Linked DNA regions of Zea mays: region 1 is linked to region 2. The links are chromatin contacts, called in public Hi-C maps. All regions are on one chromosome and are shown on one strand. Each heading gives the region's core, a stretch centred on a gene start, on an enhancer-like site or on the middle of the called end of the contact. The rest is flanking DNA. Distances are from core to core; before and after follow the strand shown.

Region 1 (3,804 bases), core at 731-3,230, 320 kb after region 2:
CTGAGTATACGAGTCGTTCACTGCACAATGGTGCGCCGTCAGGCCTCCGAGCCGAAGCAGCAGCGAGGCGGCACCAAGGCGGCGCCGGAGAAGGCCGACAAGAAGTACGCGCACGTCCCAACACCGCTCCACCACGGTCACGGCGGCGCCAGCAACAAGACAACACCCCGCGGGGCCAAGGACGCCGCCGGACCGGCGGCGTACGTCGCGGCGGTGTCCTTCTCCGACTGCCGCTTCAAGCAGCGCGCCCTCGCGCCGGCGTCGCCCGGCGCCGTCATCCGCTCGCTGTTCGTCTCCCTCACCCGCCGCTCCACCCCGCGCTCGTCGCCGTCGGCCACGCCGGCCTCGGCAGGCGCCGACGCGGGGGACGGCGAGCAGTGGCGCCTCGCCGCGGCCGACCTCTCCCGCAGGCTCGCCGCGGCCACGCGCACGCGGGACGAGGCGCTGGAGGAGACCACGCGCCTGAAGCACTCCCTCGCCGAGCTGGAGCACAAGCTCGCGCGCCTCGAGGCGCGCGTGCTCCCGACCCCCGCGGCCGCCTTCCCCGTCGACTCCTTCCTCCGCGCCGTCTCGACCGCCCGCGCCGCCGTGCGGAACCTCGCGCGCGCGCTGTCCGCCCACCTCCGCAGCCCCTCCAGCCCCGGCCCGAGCCTCGAGAGCTTCCTCAACCGCGCGTTCCACGCCGACTTCGAGCTGGACACCGACGCCGACGCCCACACCACGGACCCCGCGGGCCGGTGCCAGGCCAACCTCGCGGCGTACCACGCCGTCGCGGTGCTCACGTGGGAGGAGGTCCTCCTCCACGGCACCAAGCACTACAGCGAGGGGCTCAGCCGCTTCTGCGACGCCAAGATGAGCGAGGTGGTGTCCTCGCTCGGCTGGGCGCGCGCGCGGCCGTGGCCTGAGCCGCTGCTGCAGGCCTTCTTCCTCGCCGCCAAGGGCGTGTGGGGCGTCCGCCTCCTGGCGCGCTCCGTCCACCCGCCGCTCCCCGTTGTGCGCGCCGAGCGAGGCGCGCGCTTCGACCCGCGGTTCATGGAGGACGCCGCGGCCAGCCGGGCGGGGACGCTGGAACCGGCCAGCGTGAAGATGATGATGGCGCCAGGGTTCCACGTCTACCTGGCCGGCGCGGGCGTGGTGAAATGCAGGGTCGTCTGCTTCTACACCAGCAGTAACGCCCGCACAGACGGCCACAGAGATGGCGGGAGCAGCGCCAACGGCAGCGTGGGGTTGGGGAGTAGCTGTAGTGACATTAATGGGAGTGCTACAGATGTGGTTGATAGCTGTAGAGCAGTGAAGTAGGGTAAAATGTTGCCCTTGCACAGGTAGAAAGAACACGGGGATTTTACTTGTTCGCTAAAAAAACATGATGATCTGCGTTTAGGCATTTACTGCTTCTGCTTGTGTGAATATGGGTGAATTATTAATCACGAACAGTTTCTGTTAATTTTTTATTATGTAAAGTTTGAGTACCACTTAACAGTTTCTTTGTTTGGCCGAAGCTGCAAAGTGCGGCATGAGAATCATGACATGACCAACCTTGGAAGCTCGAAACTTTCACATCGCAGATCCCAATGGAATAGATTGATTGGACCCTCCAACTATCTTAACCGTCAGACACGTGTCTTCGGCCTTTTGGCTGTCCAATTTTCTTTAGCCACGCTAGTCTATTTCTTCTCTTCTTAATAACCGGTTTTACCGAAAAACTTGGCATATAAGAAATTGTTGTGTGCATAACTTATACAGAGGTAGCAGTAGTATTGTTTTTTATAAAAATATAATAAATCCTATGAGTTCTGCAGCTAATTTAGTTGGATTTTCTTGCCATGAGCTAATGATTTGTGTTTTTAGGGAAATGGTCTACAGAGGTGGTAAATCAACACCAGAAAGTTTGGACCAACTAGCAGAAGTCCTCCAGATGGGCTATATCTCAAGTCAGCCCACCCAGCAAAAAACAAACTAAACTACAGGAAAAGCCCAAGCGATTGGTTGCTGTTGCTTCCTGCTTTCGCTTCGCCTTCACCCGTTCGCCGTGCGGCCGAGCTCTCTAGTTCCGCCGCTCGCTAGTCGCCTTCCTCCCAAATGGCGACCGCCATGCGGGGCAGCAGCCTCCTGCGGTTCGGTTTCCGCCATCCTTCCTGCCTCCTGTTCCAGTCCCCTCGGTGTCCTGCCCCGAGCCTGGGTCTGAACCTGGCCGTTGGCCGCACCGGGCTTATACGCCTCCGATGCTCGGCGGCCGGGGCCGGCGACGCCGGTGGAAAGAAGGTGTCGGCTCGGCTGGCTCTGACGCAGCAGGTGCTGCGGAACGCCGAGGAGCGCGCCGCGTCGGCGGGTTCGGACCCTGCCCCCAAGATCACCCTGGGTAATTAACTACAGCTGGCCTGAATCCTCGTTCTGCCTTCCAATCGGTCCCAAAACCCTTATTGATTTCTGAATGGCAATGTCGCACTCTAGCATCAAACCGGTATAGTTTGCAGCTTATGTACCACAGTTGACTGTCAAGAAACGTTAATACTTATGATCACAAGGGGCACTGTATGTGCAAACTGTTGAAGGGCTTGCACTGAGTCTGCTCAAGCCTGTAGAAATCCTATTTGCATACCAATTGATGTGCGTATGTGGTAATTTCGTTTGACCGGAATGGCTGGCACCAAGGAGTTGTATGTGCGGTTTAAATGTATCTTCTACTAATTCGTTAATTCCTTGGTAACTTCATTTCACGTTTAGAGCAAACTGTGGACATGATTGATATGGTCTTTTGTCAGCGTGCCATTCTTTGATTAGAAACTGTTGGTGCTGTAGAGTGCAAATTAACGAACCATATAAAAGCAGATAGGTTACATATTACCTCATGAAGTCATGAAACTGGCTGTTTGCAATGACGTTTATCATATTATGTTCAGAAGCGTTGAACTGTCCATGCAGCTTGTAGCTGCTTTTGTCCTGGACGCTGTACTCTGTAAACTGTGTTTGCATGGGTTATAATGCTAGGCTAGTTGCTTAAATTAAGTTGGTTAGTCCTCTGTTTTCTCCCTTCTGTTCCTGGTTATCAGACTGCTTGTCTTTCCGTTATTACAATAATGGAAATGGAGAATTCCAAAAAAATATAGTACAAGTGAGAACATGGAGAGCGTGAGGATGGTTGAGGTGATTATTAATTTTGGCTCATAAATCGATGTCTCAAACAATATAGACATGACATCTCCTGCAATGTTCTGGGTTAGTTACAATTGAGAATGCATTTTCTTGTCACACATTGTTGAAGATGTTATCCGTGCAAGTGCAAGGTGCAACACAAGATGATTGAGTGATCTTTCTGTGAACCTGAGTAGATTTGGTATGCCTATCAACTGCAATGTTTATAGATGATCTAGAAGACAAAAATATCCATGTAAATAGAACTTATGGTTGGTTTCGCTTTCGATAAATTTTGGGTGCAACGATATATTTTCCAGTGTTATGAAATGATTTTTGAAACTTGATTACCATGTTTATTTAGTGCTTGATTTGCTAAAGTTTATTCTAATTCCATTTACTGCAGATCATGTTACTGTTAATTTTGCAAGAAGTGGTGGTCCTGGTGGTCAGAATGTTAACAAAGGTTTCATTGTTTTCCCACATTCTCCTTTTTGTCATTCCATATAGACCATCTGCGTCAGTTTCTCATCATTGCATTGGTATTTATTTACATTTGTATTTTCTCTTCCTGCTGTTTCTGCATTCAGAATTTAGTGAGTGCCACGATTTTTCAGTACTCAATCACTCAATAGCATGTATTTTTCTCTCTCTTTTCATGCTTATTCATTA
Region 2 (3,533 bases), core at 1,017-3,516:
TCCGGTGGCGCACCGGACAGTGTCCGGTGCACCAGGGGACCTCGCGCAGAACTCCTCAGCCTCGGAAATTTTCAGAAGCCGGCGCGCTATAATTCACCGGACTGTCCGGTGTACACCGGACAGTGTCCGGTGCTCCAAGAAGACGCGGCTCTGGAACTTGACAGCCTCGGGAAATCATAACGGCTGCTCCGCTATAATTCACCGGACATGTCCGGTGTACACCGGACTGTCCGGTGCAACAGCGGGGCAACGGCTACTTCGCGCCAACGATCGCCTGCAACAGCAATTAATGCGCGCCAGAGCGCGCAGGCGTCAGGCACGCCCATGCTGGCGCACCGGACACTCTACAGTACATGTCCGGTGCACCACCGGACACCCAGGCGGGCCCAGAAGTCAGAACTCCAACGGTCGAATTGCAACGGCTTTGGTGACGTGGCTGGCGCACCGGACATATCCGGTGCACCATACGACAGACAGCCTCCACCAACGGTCATGTTTGGTGGTTGGGGCTATAAATACCCCAACCACCCCACCATTCATTGCATCCAAGTTTTTCAGCTTCCAACCACCATACAAGAGCTAGCATTCATTGCAAAGCACACCAAAAGAGATCAAATCCTCTCCCAACTCCACACAAAGCCTTAGTGACTAGAGAGAGTGATTTGTAGTGTTCATTTGAGCTCTTGCGCTTGGATCGCTTCTTTTCTTTGGCATTCTTTCTTGTGATCAAACACTCACTTGTAATTGAGGCAAGAGACACCAATTGTGTGGTGGTCCTTGCGGTAAGTTTGATTCCCAAGTGATTTGAGAAGAGAAGCTCACTCGGTCCGAGGGACCGTTTGAGAGAGGGAAGGGTTGAAAGAGACCCGGCCTTTGTGGCCTCCTCAACGGGGAGTAGGTTTGCGAGAACCGAACCTCGGTAAAACAAATCCGCGTGTCACACTCTCCATTTGCTTGTGATTTGTTTTGCGCCCTCTCTCTCGGACTTATTATTATTTCTAACGCTAACCCGGCTTGTAGTTGTGTTTATATTTATAAATTTCAGTTTCGCCCTATTCACCCCCCTTCTAGGCGACTATCAGTAACTCCCTCATCGTAAGGGCGAGGTGGGACTCGCTGAGTACTTTTGTACTCACTCGTTGATAAATCATTGCAGATAATCCTGATTTCGTGTCCGAGGAGTTCTGAGTAGTTCGTGTCCTATACCCAAGTTTGGTGTGGTGCTGTTGCACTAGAAGCCACCGTGTGGGAAGAAGAGACTACCCTAGCGTTTACCAAATCAACTATATCTTTCTTAGTTTGTATTATTATTGTAATCGAATATACTAAATAAAGCATTGTATGACTGTGGCACCACTTGTGTAATGTATTTCACCACATACGGTTTTCTGGGCTTAAATACATGTTTAGCTTCGGTTGTTTAGTCTGGGATGCTACACCTATTTGTAATCTTCTTTACCTTCGTGTTCATAAATCCATCATACACGAGAGGACATAGAATATCACACAGTTTGTGGCCTAAACCTCTCTAAATTGCACCGATGTTGGTACTAGGCTGCACTTGGATCAGCGTACACCCATACTCTACTCATAACTTTGTACCTCTGTCTTGGGTACTTTCGCTACCCTGGTGTGATTCTTCGATTAACAGACCCAAAATAGGAGTAAAAGTGGTCTATTAGCATGGATGTGTTAGCTCCACCTGCGGAATTGACCTTATTGGTTTGAAATGCCGAAGAGACCGAATTAGCTTTATTAGGTGCATAAACCCTTTTGATTTTTATAATAATTATAAGATATGTCATATTAAGGTTGTTTAAGAACAAATTCTCCAACCCATAGATTGCAATGAATTGTTTTACCGTCTAATTTATCAAAGTGTATCATAATTATATTAGAAAAAAGTTATAATACTATTATCAATTAGTACAACTTTCTGATTTTGTAACACCTTTAAAATAATTATTATAGATAGGATAAGTATTACTAGTTACTTCGTTGTCAATTTTTTTCTACCTCTGGGACAGTGTATGTAAGAAGCGTAGCGTAGTATATATGCTAGCATCTATAAAATCATATATGGTACGAGTCTACCGATTCTTGGCACGCATAGGCTAGAGGGAGGCGATTCCCGCACTCCCTCCCGACGACAACGCGAGTGAATCATCACTTTCACACCGGATACCAGAAACTTTTTCCACACGGCAGCGTCTCACTTTCTCATGTGTAGAGTAGTAGCCTTCGGTTGAACCCCAGCAGCCCGACCATAGACAGTTCCGCTTGCCCAGTCCTCGCCTGCGACCGCCGTTTGACTCCAGAGCCCAGGCTCCCACCAATCCGTGGCAAGGATTGCGTGAAATCGCCGGTCTCGCGCGCGCATTGTAGACGGATGCTGACCGAGACAACCCCGGCCATCCCCACACCCGCATCGCACACACAGACACAGGCACATACACAGGCGGAGAGGCCACCAGCCCAGACCAGAGCAAAAACCCACCGTTCCCACACCCAGCGCTCAATTTGAACCAACGCGAACGCGACGCTCTCAAGCCCCAACCTAATCTACGATCTCCCTCCGACCGAAACGAAATCTCCGCCTCCCCTGCGCCCCTGCCCTGCGCCCCTGCATAGGAGGAAAGAAACGCACGCACGCACGCCCCCCGCGGCAAAGGGAACCGTCGCCGCGTTGCGAGAGTCCGGGAAACTGAAGCGGAGCAGCGGAGGAGAGGCCGAGGCCAGGAGGAGAGGGTACCGGCGGCCATGGAGCGGTACCATCCCTCAGAGGTGTACGAGCTCTTCGTGCGCCACATGAACACCCCGAGGTAAGGGAGGGTGGGTGGGTGGGGATTTCATCGCTCTCTCTTTTTTCCCCCTGCGGTTCTCGTTCTTGGATGGATCCTTGATCCTTCGATGGAGCGGTCGGTGATCGGTCGCGGGCGATGGCGCAGGGTGGTGGTGGACAACGGCGTGTGCGCGACGGCGACGCTGGTGCAGGTGCACAGCGCGAGGAAGCACGGCGTGCTGCTCGAGGCGGTGGCGGCCCTGTCCGACCACGGTGTCTGCGTCCGCAAGGGCTACATCTCCTCCGACGACGGCCGCTGGTTCATGGACGTGTTCCACGTGACCGACGCCGCGGGCCGCAAGGTGGCCGACGCCGACGCCGACGCCCTGCTGGCGCGGCTCGAGTCCTCGCTCTCGGCCGACGCATTGCCGCCTCGCACGCCGCCCGCCGCTGCGGCTGGGACGCCCACCCTGCTCGAGCTCGTCGGCGCCGACCGCCCGGGCCTCCTCTCCGAGGTCTTCGCCGTGCTGCACGACCTCCGCTGCGACATCGCCGACGCCAGGGCCTGGACGCACGGCGGCCGCGTCGCCGCGCTCGTGTTCGTGCGCGACGAGGACACGGGCGCGCCCATCGACGACGCGGCGCGGGTCCGGCGCGTCGAGTCCAGGCTCAGGCACGTCCTCCGCGGCGGCGCGCTCGGCGCCAGGATGGTCCGGGCGGACGCCGCGGCCGTCAACATGGACCGGAGGCT

Evidence for each region. A called contact is a pair of places that touch in the nucleus more often than the background predicts.
Region 1: a Hi-C map of tassel shows a contact between it and region 2, with 5 times the contacts expected there. The contact joins the promoter of LOC100282262 here to the promoter of LOC103633560 in region 2. A contact is called at or near these places in 3 of 25 Hi-C or Micro-C datasets (ear, endosperm and tassel).

Annotation. Positions count from the first base shown.
Region 1 is chr1:34,166,291-34,170,094 of Zm-B73-REFERENCE-NAM-5.0, forward strand. LOC100282262 reads left to right here and starts at 1,981. Exons shown (of 8, transcript NR_158761.1): 1 at 1,981-2,359; 2 at 3,539-3,598. It overlaps LOC100277561, which reads left to right. Exons shown (of 2, transcript NM_001367859.1): 2 at 43-1,492. The coding sequence ends at 1,299.
Region 2 is chr1:33,849,812-33,853,344 of Zm-B73-REFERENCE-NAM-5.0, forward strand. It overlaps LOC103633560 (ACR8), which reads left to right and starts at 2,267. Exons shown (of 4, transcript XM_008655249.4): 1 at 2,267-2,822; 2 at 2,949-3,533. The coding sequence starts at 2,761.